Linked DNA regions of Ovis aries: region 1 is linked to region 2. Evidence: chromatin contacts called from public Hi-C data. All regions are on one chromosome and are shown on one strand. The core of a region is the stretch at or near the end of the contact, and the rest is flanking DNA. Distances in the headings are between cores, read along the strand shown. Region 1 overlaps DKK3 (dickkopf WNT signaling pathway inhibitor 3). Region 2 has its middle 22 kb from the start of DKK3.

Region 1 (6,100 bases), core at 2,254-4,753, 77 kb after region 2:
CCTATGAGGAGGACGAGATTTTTCTCTTTTTTTTGAGGCACATATGGAACAAAAGTCAACCTAGTTCACATATCCCTGTAAGGTTGAACTTCTACTGTTAGAAATACAGCATGCTTGCTGTGGGGGTGGCTGTCATTCTAGCGGAGACAGAAAGTACTAACATTGTTCCCTGTGGCAGTCAGTCACATCAGTAGCCTTGAAGGTACACATGACTGGAGCATAATAAACGTTAACTTGCCAGAAACAGTGCTTAGGTAATCGTAGGGCCAGGATTATAAATGAAATTTGTAAAATCACTTACCAACAACCGAAGACCATTATCAGCCACATGGAGAAAATCAAACCAAGCAAGGCTCTATGAAATATGGTTGTAATATCCAAGCTGAGAGCACTGAATTGTACGCTGTTCCATAAATGATATTTTCAGGTGTCATGGACTGTTTCCATCATGTATGCATCCAGAGTTATTAAATGTTAAAGTCACAATTGTATAAGCATGCTTTCTTTGAGTTTTAAATTATGTATAAACACATATGTTGCATTTAGAAACCAAGCATAAATCACTTAAACTACTCTTTTGTAACTCTTGGACTTCTTCTTCTTCTTCTTTTTTTTTTTTAAATAAATAGAAAACCCTTTCAGCCAGAAAAAATAAAAATGAACTGCATTGTCCAAAAAGGAAAAAAAAAAAACTCCTCCATAATGCAAAATTTCTAGGCAACTGAAGCATCAAAATATTTTAGAAATGTTAACCATTTTTGGATAGGAATTAGTCCTCAAGAGTGTCAGTGCTTCACTGTCTCTGGAAGAGTAAATGGAATGTGTAAGCCCTTTTTGGGGCTTCCCTGGTAGCTCAGCTGGTAAAGAATCTGCCTGCAATTCAGGAGACCTCGGTTCAATTCCTAGGTCAGGAAGATCCCCTGGAGAAGGGATAGGCTACCCACTCCAGTATTCTTGGGCTTCCCTGGTGGCTCAGATGGTAAATAATCCACCTGCAATGCGGGAGACCTGGGTTCAATCTCTGGGTTGGGAAGATCCCCTGGAGGAGGGGACACCAACCACTCCAGTATTGTTGCCTGGAGAATCCCCAGGGACTGTAGCCTGCCAGGCTCCTCTCTCCATTGGGTTGCAAAGAGTCGGACAAGACTGAACGACTAAGCACACAACCCAGCACATGCCCCTTTTGAGGGGAGGCTGCTTTAGTCAATTGCAGTTCCGGACCGAACACAGATCTTCAGGGACCATAATTCACAGTAATAAAGCTACTATATATGAAGGTCAGGGTGATATATGATGGACACCAGATTAGACAGTATACTCATATTCAGTCAATCTTCATTAAACCCATGAAGAGTATTTTCTTCATTTAGCAGATGAAATGGGAGACTCAAAAAGCCGAAGTGAAAGAGACGTCAAACAAAAACAATTATCTAGTACAGTATGCCCAGGATATACTGATAATTTAAAGATGGCGATACACAGCTGTTCTCTCTTCAGTGTCCACAGTCATCAGGACCACTCTGCATCCTTATTACTCACCAGATGCTCAGGCCCAGGTGCTGTGATATGCCCCAGGGGTACCAACTTGATCCAGACAGAGTCCCTTTCCTGAAGGTGTCCCAGCCGAGTGAGGGAGAGACACTGAATGCAGCATTGACAGAAGGCAAGCCATCAAACCCGGCATCTGCAGTGTTGCAGAAGCCTGACAGAGCAAGCCATCGACCCGGCATCTGCAGTGTTGCAGGAGCACACGGGAGCTTGGAGGAGCTGGGCGGGAACTGGCTTTCGGAGATGACAGTTGCTCAGGAGGGCGGAAGGAACAGGAAAGGGCATTTTGGGCCACAGGTGGAGGGAGGCAAAGAGGAGGGATGATGGTATACAAGAGTAACTGCAAGTAATGCACAGTGGCTAAGAGGTGAGATAAATTGAGCATTTGGAGAAGAGGCCGAAAATTACTTCATCCAAAAATTTATTGAGTACCTACTAAATGTCAGGCCCTATGTAAGGTGTCAGGGAGACAGTGGTACATGAGATAAAACCAGGCTCCTGTCTCCTGGAGCTTATATGCAGGTATATTATCTTGTTCTACTTTGTCATCATAGCCACAAAAATGTAACAACATGAGAGGCTTGACTCAAGTAGCTGGTATATCTCTACTCAGGATTCTAAGTGGAATGTATAAAGGGGGGCAGAGTTTGGTACTGGCGTCGTCCTGACTAGCCCTCCCAGGAAGGGAAGCAGCATGGGAACTGGCTTTCGAAGATGATAGTTGCTCAGGAGGGCAGAAGGAATAGGGACGGTTAGGAAGATGCGAGTGCCAGACCACTGCGTAAGGGAAGTATTCACAGGGTCTGGGGTTTAGGATACGGGTATCCTTTGGGGGCTTACCGCAGAGTAGAAAATGTCTGGGTCCTTGAATTCGCTGAGAAGGAACGCAGTCCTGCCATCAGCTATTTCTGGACTCCTTCTAAAGTCAACCACAAACAAGACAGATCAGGTGCTGTTAGTCTATGTTGTTTGAAATAAAAAACAAGCAAAAGGAGAACAAAGTATAGCTTTATGAATCCCAACCCACCTGCTTTCCACCTGCAATGGGAAAGCAAGTTTAGAAAATGAAGGGTTTGGGTGTTTGGTACAAGCTCTGAGTCTGAGCCCCACCTTCTGCACAGGTGAGTGGCTGGCTTGTCCACCCACCCAGTCTTAGACTGAGGAGTATAATGGAACAAAAATGATTGCTGCGGATTCTTCCCAGCTTCCTCTTCATACTGTCTTCCTGCTCCCTCTCTTTACTCCTCCAAGTCGTTTCCAGCCTCCCTACCCTGTTTCTTTGGGCTTTTGACACACTCAGGACAAAGGGGTGTAAGGCAGAAGGACGAGAGCTGCAAAGAGGAACAAGGTGGTCTGCTGCGGCAGAAGAGTGGGATACAGGGAGGAAGTACTCCTGGGGTCTGTGCATCCGCACCAGTCCAGAAAGCCGACTAGAGATTGTTTTGATAGCCAGACCGGGTTTCTAAAGGCAGAGAGCCGAGAGCCGTGGAGCTAGGCATCTCCTCGTAGGGCTTGCTGAGAGGGGTTGCTGCAGTAGCAGCAGCAACTCAACTGCCTCACATAAGTTGACAAAAGAGCTGGTAAGAAATCCCCTTTTGGAAGATCAGTGTTTGGAAAATAGGTTCTCTCTCTCTCCGACTTCCTGTGAGGCAGAGGCAATAAAACGAACGTGGATGCAACTAGAAATAATCATAAGTGAAGTCAGGATAAATACCATTTATCACTTAGATGTGGGGTCTAAAATATGACAAATGAGCCTATGAAACAGAATCATGGACACAGAACAGACTGGTGATTGCCAAGGAGAAGGGGAGTAGGGCAGGGATTGGGAGTTTAGGATTAGCAGATGCTAACTGGCATATACAGGATGGATAAACGAGGTCCTACTGTAGAGCACAACGAATGATTCACTATCCTGTGATAAACCATAATGGAATGTACGTGTGTGTGCGCGTGAGACAGTGACCTCACCACCACCAACAGGACGCTGCTGTCTGCCCTCTTCCTTACCTTTTCCACCATCCATAGAGCTAGTGCAGAAAGAGCCAGTGGGGAGTGGGAGTGTTGACCACTGCCTCCTTCCCTTGCTAAGCAGAGAGCATCACATCCAGCAGGCACTGTGTGTGTGTTGAGGGGTGGAGACCTTTGAATCAGATGACTGAAAAACTTCATCAGATTGTTTGAATAATGCAAAGTGACTTATAAGTTACAGAACTGCGAGTCCTCTTCCAGTGTGAAACTGTATTCAATAGAACACAGCTGGCACAGTTACCGGAAAAACAGAACCACTCTACTATTCGTATCTCTAAAAGGTGGTATTTCAGTTGGTTACTTCAGCATTATAAAAGGCTGAACATGAAGCATGCCCTCTATACTGGTGGAAGGGATAGGTTGTGAACAAAGGAAGCAGAGACAGAACATGGTACTCACCTTAAGGCAAGGTTCTGGGGCCCACTGATCCCCTGGCTTGGTAAATTCTCAGGCCCTGACCAGTTAGACCAGTGAGGGAAGCAGGTGGTGGAACTATCATGGGGGATGGGCAGAACACCCCTCCCCAGCACTCTTCTGCCCTCCTAACTTGGCCCCTAGTCTTTTCTAAATGGTTAAACCTGACTTAAGGCACTCATGAATCTGGCAAGTACTGTTTCTGAGTAAAGTTTCGAAAATTAACACTGTATCTAACCAAATGCTCATAGCACCCCCTTCCCCACAAAGGACACTGAAGGAGCATCTTCTGATGTCCTGTACACCAATCCTATGTGACTACAAACTTTATTTGGGTGGTGAACTCCTTTGGAAACCTGATTTTTAAAACAACATTTACTAGACCCCTAGAAAACTATACATGCACACAATTTTGCCTTCGATTTAAGGATTTTTTGGCCCTAGAAGGCTTTTGACTGCTAGTGACCAAAATATTGTTTTGCAAAAATTAGAAATTGCTTAGGTGGAATACATTTAGCAAAAAAAAAAATCTTACGAATTCAGATTATCTTCTATTACATATTGTCTAGACTATAACTTGCAAGTCACAAGTGCAAGAGTTGGTCATTTTTTATGCTAAACAAAGGGACAAAATTCAGAACAGCAGCCAATTGAAAAGGAAAAACTAGCAAATGAACCAGAATAAAAGATTTTATTGTATTCCATACATTCACAGGTCACTTCCAGATTTAGCAATAACACTGCAGTGCTCTGATACTGTGCACTCTTCAGCTCAGACCATGCTGGAAATCTGTGGCTGTAGCTGTCTAGATACCATTCCTAACAGAGCAGCCTGGCAACCAACAGCTAATCGACTGGCAGAATTCACTCCCATTTTCTCAGAAAGTTAAAGGATCGATACTTTCCATTCCATTACAAAAGAGATTACCAAACACTGTGTAGTGCAGAGTTCCTTCCCTGACTCTTTTTTATCTTGTTATGGACTGCTATCCCTTAGTTTGAGAAGCAGACGTTTATCTAGCAAACCTCGGTACAGACCAGCTAAATAACCAAGGCAGAGTAGTGAAAACATAGCTCTTGTTTCTTTGGCCAGAATTCACCCCTGACCTTCAGCCCCTGCCACAGATATGCAAGTACTTGGTTCTCACTGAGTGTGCCTGGCTGACACAAACTCATGTGCCCCACAGTAAAACCTCTTCAAAACTCTGGTGTAAGCCATGGGGGGCAAGGTCACACTTTATTGCACGTGGCCTGCCACAGCCTCAGAAGATTCAGTAGATGAGTGATCACCAGGTTCCACTGTCCCTTGGCTTGGAGGTGCTCACTTGATTCTCTGAGGAAGGCTGACACATGAATCTCTTCACCACAAATTACTGCTTCCATTGCCATGAATCAGTTTGAAATCACCATCCCTTTCTATTGAGATTTTTAAAGTGCAACATGGCACTGAAGAGCAAAAAGCTTTTTCTTTTCTGTAATGAAATACACATTTTCTTTACTCTTGGTGTTTGTAATATGCCTGCAATTAGAAGCAGCAAACACGAAACAAACACAACACGGGTAGAAGGCACAGGATGAGCAGTATGGAAAGTTCACTATTTACTCTTACAGGAACACCAAACCAAACAAGGCCCCAAACCCATTTTGTTAACAGATCGGTCTCCTCTGTTCCACAGTCAGTCCTTGAAAGGAGAAACCACATTTACTAACCCCTGTATCCCAGGTAAGCAGGCCTGTACCAGAACCAAGTAGCCATCATATTGCACCAGAAAATCTAAGTGATCCGAAAGACAACTCGTTAACAAATGCTTAACATTTTCCTCTGAGAATACCATCAAGTCTACTAATCCAAACCCAGAATAATACTGCCATTCAATTTAGCAGAATGCTACATAGTCTATATGGAATAAAAATTAGCCACAAAAATACCTTAGAAAAGATTTCTTTCTCCCCCTTGTGGAGACTTTTAAGATATTATGGAATTCTCAAATCATTATATTCAAACTGCAACCAACCTTTGTTAATACTATTTTTAAATTCTTTCTTAAAAGGGAAAAAAGGGTAAATTTTTTATTTTGAAATATTGACAGGATCCTCCAAAGTTAAA
Region 2 (7,018 bases), core at 1,601-4,100:
AGCACAGTGGGGCATCGCATTTTCTGTTCCTGCCAGCACATTTTTCTAGGTCAATGTCAGATCAGGGAAATCCAATACCACATGTCCCAACTTTTTATTTGCAAACAGAGAAGTGGCTTTCCAAAATAAATAGTGTTTACAAGCAAAGCCTGAGGAAGCCTCCATCAGAAACACACTCAGTGCCCAGGAGGACAGATGCTTTTTGGCTTGGCGACTGTAAACCCCACCCCAGCCCCAGCTCCTGCTCTGGAAGGATAGGCCGGGATGAAGGAGAACATATGTATATACACGCGGGTGTTGATGAGTGCCTGGACATGTGCACGAACGTGCATTTGCACAGAGGTACATAGGGTATTTCCTTATGGATCTTTGTGTACAGTTAGCATGCAGATGTATATTGGGAGGTTAAACATGTATACTTATGTGTGCATATACCGCTATGTGCGTGTGTGTAATAGGCATGTTCATCTGCGTGTGTGTAATAGGCGTGTGCATGTGCGCTTGTGTGTGTGTGTGTGTGTGTGTGTGTGTGTGTGTGTTTCTGCCTGATGCTTTTGCACCCAGCCCTACTCCGCAGATATCCAGGCCCCTCTGTAGACACTTTCCTTTCTCCTTACTTCTTCTTTCAGCCCCCATCCTGTTCTCTTTCTCACCTGAATGAGGAGCTGGGGCTCAGATTCTGATACGCTGTAAGTGCATTTCTTCCATTTCCTCTCAGTGTCTACCCCCTGCCCACTAATCCTGGTCGGACGTGAGCTTCTTGCACAGGGCTGCCAGTCACGTTGGGACCCAGCAGTTTGAGCGCACAGCGTGTGACCAGCTCCTGGTAAACGGTGCCTCCTGCTGCCCCAGCAAGGCCTCTCCTTTCACACATCACTGTGGGTCACCCTGCCTTCAGGATCTCCCTCACAGACCCTCTTACTAGCGCTTTCACTACAGTCTTCCCTAAGCTCTGCCCACGTCTGAGCTCAAGGCCCTACCTGTCCAGGGAAGCATCAGCTTCATCAAACTCAAACGACTCAGCTTCCAAGAGTCAAGCGATTTTTCTCAGCAAACCCTCTGGTTTCTTCAGGACAACCCTTGCAGGGCTACCTCGCTGCCATCAGCTCTGCCATCAGCTCTGTTTCTCAGCCATAGCCCCTTTCTCCTGCCTCTTCTCTGCCATCAGCTCTGCCATCAGCTCTGCCAGCCCACACCCTGAGCCTCCTTCCAGACTGGCTGGACTCCCACCCTTCCCCTACGAGTCCTTCTCAGATAAATCTCCCATCCTGAAGTGCCTTTTCTGTCAGGCCCTGTATCACTGGATGACATACCGCCCCATGAATTGCCCAAGAATTGTTTTCAAGTTGCTTCACGGCACTTATCTCGCCCTCCCACCTAGATTGCAATCTCCTTCTAGAATCAAGCCCTGTGCTCACTGTGAATAGCCGTGGAACCCGACGCAGGTCTTAACACAGTACAGACCAGTGATAAGGGCTTGTAGGTGAGTGGATACAAGTAGATGAAGTTGGGGTTGGGGTGGTCAAGCCATAAAACTGTGTGTCGGGCACTGCGCCCAGTGACTCACCAGCCCTACCTCATTTAATCCTCCAATAACCGTGGGAATTGGGTAATACTATCTCCATCTCATCGACGAGAAAACAGAGGATAAGGAAGGACACATGACTTCTCCAAGGCCACAAGACAAGCAAATGCCAGAGTCAGGATTTAACCCTAGGTTGGTCTGACTCCATTTCTCAGTTGCCTTGCAGCAACCATAGCAGTGGAAGGCAGCGTACTAAGAAGTCGAGAACTTTTTGAAATTCTAAAGAACATCCTATGTAGAAAAGAGTCCAAAGCAAGCACTAGATTAATGCTGTCCAGTAGAACTTTCTATTGATCTTACCTGGTGGCTCAGTGGTAAAGAATCTGCCTGCAATGCAGGAGACCCAAATTCAATCCTTGGGTTGGGAAGATCCCCTGGAGAGGGGCATGGCAACCTACTCCAGTATTCTTGCCTGGACAATCCCATGGACAGAGCAGCCAGTTGGGCTACAGTCCATGGCATCCCGAAGAGTCAGACGCGCCTGAAGTGACTGAGCGTGCATGCAGGACTTTCTACAAGGAGAGAAATGCTCGTTTCTGTGCTGTCTAATAGGATAGACACCAGCCGCGTGCGGCCACTGAGGACCTGAAAAGTGGCTAGTGTGACTATGGGACTGGATTTTAAATCTTACTTAGTTTTAACTGACTGAATTGTAAGCAGTGGCTGTGGCTAGTGGCTAGCATATTGGACAGTGTGTCTCTGGATCACTGCTTCCCAACCATGTTCACACCAAGTAAAGGCAGAAAATAATAATAATTCTACAGTGGGTGAGGTGCTTGTTACTGGGGACAACTGGCTCAAGGAGTCCTGCCCTCCTGGTCCCACCCAGCCGCCCCAAGAGTTATGACCCTGAGGGTCAATGTTTTCAGTGAACGCGGAACCCATTCCAGGCACAACGGCTCTTCATAATGAGGAGTTCCCGGTCAGCTCTAGCCTCCAAGCCTAGGACACCAAAGTCACTGTGATGAGAAACCTGGCGTAGGACACGCACGGGACCTTATCAGTCTTCACATGGTCTCTGACCCCTCCGTGCCCCACAGTTGGTGCCAGGCTCCGGGGTGAGGCTACCGCGCAAAGGGTGGCTCAGAGCCCAGCCTCACTGAGCACGGGGTGGCAGTGAGCCTTCCTGGCCCTCATGGTCAAGGAGCCTGCAGCCCCATGGTCATTAGGGAGCAGCACCCTGGGCACCGCCACAGAACCCGAGACAGGCTCTGGCCCAGTGAAGGGGAGCCCAGGGACCCAGAAACCTATCAGGCAGCACTTTGGCGCCATCTCCTGGGCAGATTGCAGAGTGTCTGTGGGCCGGGAGGAAGCGAGGCCGGGCCTCTGCTGACCATTGGTGGCTCTCAGAGACCTCGCAGGCCCCATCTGGTCACAGGCTGAGGGACAGCAATAGGGTCCACTCCCTTCCTGCTGGGGAAGGGCACCTTGGGGTGGAAGGGAGGGCGAGACCACAGCGCCGGGGAAAGGGGAAGGGAGACAGCTCAAGCATGACGTGAGGAAAGGGGAAGGGAGACAGCTCAAGCATGACGTGAGTTTGGAATGGGTACCTTCCGGAACCCAGGACCTCGTTCACACCTTCATCGCTAAACTGCCCCAGGCCGGGGATATACCAGGAGAGAGCAGACACGAGCTTGGCAGTGGCTGTGATGCAGTGGCTGCGGAAATAGGGTGAAGGGCAATGTCTGGACTGGTCTCTGAGGATGAGAAGGGTTGGCTGCACCCAGAGAAGGGGAAGGGAATGACTTTTTGGCAGAGGGAGCTGCCTGGGCATCAGGCCTGGAGGTGAGAAGGAGGGAGACCCTCTGGGGAAAGTGAAGTGGCTCCGGGTGGCCAGAAAGTGGAGTCTGTGTGTAGGGAAGGGGGCTGGGGTGAGGCTGAGGGAGCCGCAGGATCCAGATCACGCAGGGGCTTCTGAGTTTGAGTGGTTTTACCCATGACCCTGGAGCAGCTGGCAAGTACAGCGGAGAAGCTATATGGTTTAGATATGGGGCAGGGGTGGCGGGAGGAGAGAGGCCCAGGCTGGGAGACAGGACATTCTGCCGCTGACCAGTGCTGGGACCTGGGGCAACCTTCTTCTTCTCGCTTGGCAGCAGCTGCCTCCACAGAGAGGAGTTGACTGATGATGTCCATCACCTCTGGCTTAACCAGTCTGAGTCCCTGAGCACAGGAAGGGAGAGAGGAGTAGAGACAGCCATGCCCTGGGGAACAGCCGCTGCCCAGGAGGGTGTGGGTGGGGCTCTGCAGCCCTTCTCCGGTTCTGTGCAGCTGAATGAAGCCCACTGAGTCTTGAGTTCCTCAGCAAGGGAGCTGGGGGAAACAGCCCTCGTGGAGGGTCAGGCACACGGCTGAGCCTCAGAGGCTTATGGGGGAGGGGTCTCTTGTTCAGAGTTCAGCCTGACACAGTTTCTCCGTCATCTCCACCAAGGGGGTCCTTCTGTCTAGGTGCTGGGGGAAGTCTGGGGCTCTGTCTAGCGACAAAAACCTGAGGAGCCCACAGCCGATTTCTTTCTTTGTGTGTGTGTGTGTGTGTGTGTGTGTGTGTGGCATGTGAAATCTTAGTTCCCTAACTAGGGATCAAACCTGCGCCCCCTACATTGGAAGGTGAAGTCTTAACCACTGGACCACCAGGGAAGTCTTCCACCGCAGGTTTCTTCCCAAGAGATTCCTAAGCCCAGGACGCCATCAGATGAGCCCCGGGAGTCCTTCTCAGGGGGCTAGAGAGTCAGCAGCATCGTTAGTGCCGGAGCCTTTGGGTGGAGTCAGAACGGCAACGCTTAGGAAGCTGAGATGGGGAAACAGGGCCACCAGTCAACAGGCGTGACTCTCTCATTGGAAAGCACAGCCGAGCCTCTTACCTGAGGGAGGCAGGGCAGGCAGGGCAGGATTCGGGTTAGGGTCAGGCTGCATTTGCTGACAGCAACACTTCCCTCGGGGCAGAAGGTCAGAGGTCAGCAGTTCAGCCTGGCATTTCATAGGAAAGAACATCAAGCCCCGCATTAGGGAGTGACCTGTGCTGGGCTAAAGGGCACACCGGAGACTGAGTGATGGAGAAGTAGCTCCTTGGGGGGAGCCCTGAAAGTTCTAGCAGCCTCTCCTTTTGTTTGCTTCTTTTCTTTTCTTTTCTTTTTTTTTTTTGAAGGATAATTGCTTTGCAGAATTTTGTTTTCTGTCAAACCTCAAAATGAGTCAGCCATAGGTATACATATATCCCTTCCCTTTTGAACCTCCCTCTCATCTCCCCATCCCACTCCTCTAGGTTGATACAAAGGCCCTGTTTGAGTTTCCTGAGCCATACAGCAAATTCTCATTGGCTATCTATTTTATATATGGGAATGTAAGTTTCCACGTTACTCTTCCCATACATCTCACCCTCTCCTCCCCTCTCCGCATGTCCGTAAGTCTATTCTCTTTGTCTGTTTCTCCATTGCTGCCCTGAAGATAAGTTCTTCAGTACCATTCTTCTAGATTCCGTATATATGTGCTAGAACATGATATTTCTCTTTCTCTTTCTGACTCACTTCACTCTGTATATTAGGTTCTAGGTTCATCCACCTCATCAGAACTGACTCAAATGCATTCCTTTTTATGGCTGAGTAATATTCCATTGTGTATATGTACCTCAACTTCTTTATCCATTCATCTAGGTCGCTTCCATGTTCTAGCTATAGTAAATAGTGCTTCTCGCAGCCTCTTAATACTGGAGGGCAGAGAGAATCATGCTCCAAGTGTGAAATACAGACAGAACTGTAGTGCAGAGAAAAAAGGGATATGAAATATATCATTATTTATTATTATTTTAATTACATGTTGACATAACAAGATACTGGATTAAATAAAATATATTATTAAAAAGTAATTTCACCTTGTTTCCCCCTTCTTTTCATGGAGTTACAAAAAAATTTTTTAAATAAATAAGCAGTTGGCGTCTGTGGCACGTGTTAAATTTGTAACCGACAGCGCTGTACCAGGCTGTGAGTTCTCACACTGCCTGGGCTGGGTTCATTGCTCTCACCCTTAGGTCTAGTCCATGGAATGGACTGGGGTAGAGACAGACGAGGGACAGGAATTTTCATGTGCCGAGCGCTGGGCTAAACTCTTTTTTTGGGTGGGGGGGGGGGCTAAACTCTTAAATTTTGTTTATCTTCCCAGCAGGGAGAGAGGGGCAAAGCAAGAGGGCTCATTCAGGGTCCGGGGTTGGGGTCAGAATGAGGTCCAGGTGATGGATACAGTCCTCTCTTCCTTGCATTAATCTTGAGTTTCTTTCTGGACAGGGGGTTGCCACCTCCTACCCTCCCTCTACGACTTCCTGGTGGACCATCTTCCCAACTTGTCCTCAGCCCCGTCAGCTGTCCCATAGCCTCTCAGGCTTTGCCCTTATCATCCTGATCCAGACACTCTCCCACCAGCAACAGCGTACTGCTCCCCAGAAATTGCACATCTGCCCCATGACCTTCACAGGCCTCAGCAGTGCAGCAGCTTCCAGAGAAGGGCTTTAGAGTCAGGTCCCTGGGCCTGATGCCTGAACGGAACCTGGGCTCGACCCAGGCTGTGGTCCCAGAAAGACCTTTGCCAGTAAATTCAAAATCCCCAGTTCCAGGAGTGCATTCTTCCAGGATCCAGGCTTTAGCAGCTGCCAGTCCTTGCTCCAGAAAATGACCACAGGAACCACAAGGTGGTGCTGTCCCCACAAACTCCCCAGCAACCCCGTCACCTGCAACTAAAACATATTTCCAGCGTTTGGAAAAAGCAGCTTTCCCCTGGACCAGTTGTTGAATTTCTTTCTCGGCCTTTAGCTGCCAAAGGTTATTCAGACTCAGGAATGCGGCTATGGAAAATGGTCATCTTTGAGTGGAGCACAGACCGCCGATCAATGCCAGTTCTCCTCTACAAAGGAATTCAGTACCCAGAGGCCCGGCCGCACACCTAACGCAAGAGGCCCGCACACACGCTGAGCAGTAGCACGTGGGTCCACGTGTGTGTGTGAACGATGGCCAGAGCCAGAGGATAGTCTTTACAGATTAGTTAGCAGTACGGTTTATTTTCCTTTTCGAGTTAGCTCCAGGATTTTTTTTATTAAAAAAAAGAAAAACAGAAAACCTACATAAAAGCCAAATATGTAAAACGAGGGGGAATTTTTTATAATTATGTCTGCAGTTGTGGGGATAGACGAGTCTCTTGCCAGTGAGTGTTTTTCTGGAGCCTTGTTTGAAACCTGTCCATCTAGTCCCACAGCCTTACTTCATAGATGAGGACACTGAGACTCGGGAAGGAGACATGACTTACGATCACGCAGCTGCTTTTAAAATCCATGTCCCAAAAGGCAGGTGTTTCCACTGAGAAATAAAAAGTTTCTCTTTTCTCTAACTTCTGCCCAGATTCTCTTCAAACTGTGATGATGGCTCAGGCAGCGCAGAATGAGGGTTATGCATG

What was found. Hi-C and Micro-C count contacts between places; a contact is called where the count stands out from the background.
Region 1: a Hi-C map of mixed tissues shows a contact between it and region 2, with 4 times the contacts expected there. The contact joins two enhancer-like sites. A contact is called at or near these places in 4 of 16 Hi-C or Micro-C datasets (mixed tissues, muscle and tail adipose tissue).

The regions. Positions count from the first base shown.
Region 1 is chr15:40,496,143-40,502,242 of ARS-UI_Ramb_v3.0, forward strand. DKK3 (dickkopf WNT signaling pathway inhibitor 3) reads left to right here. Exons shown (of 8, transcript XM_042233057.1): 8 at 1-573. Among named protein-coding and RNA genes, the nearest start is that of DKK3, 54 kb to the left of the region's middle. Within about 2 kb of position 3,504, at least 6 of the 54 cell types and tissues checked have an H3K27ac peak or open chromatin away from gene starts, as enhancers often do.
Region 2 is chr15:40,419,526-40,426,543 of ARS-UI_Ramb_v3.0, forward strand. No RefSeq gene overlaps it. Among named protein-coding and RNA genes, the nearest start is that of DKK3, 22 kb to the right of the region's middle. Within about 2 kb of position 2,851, at least 9 of the 54 cell types and tissues checked have an H3K27ac peak or open chromatin away from gene starts, as enhancers often do.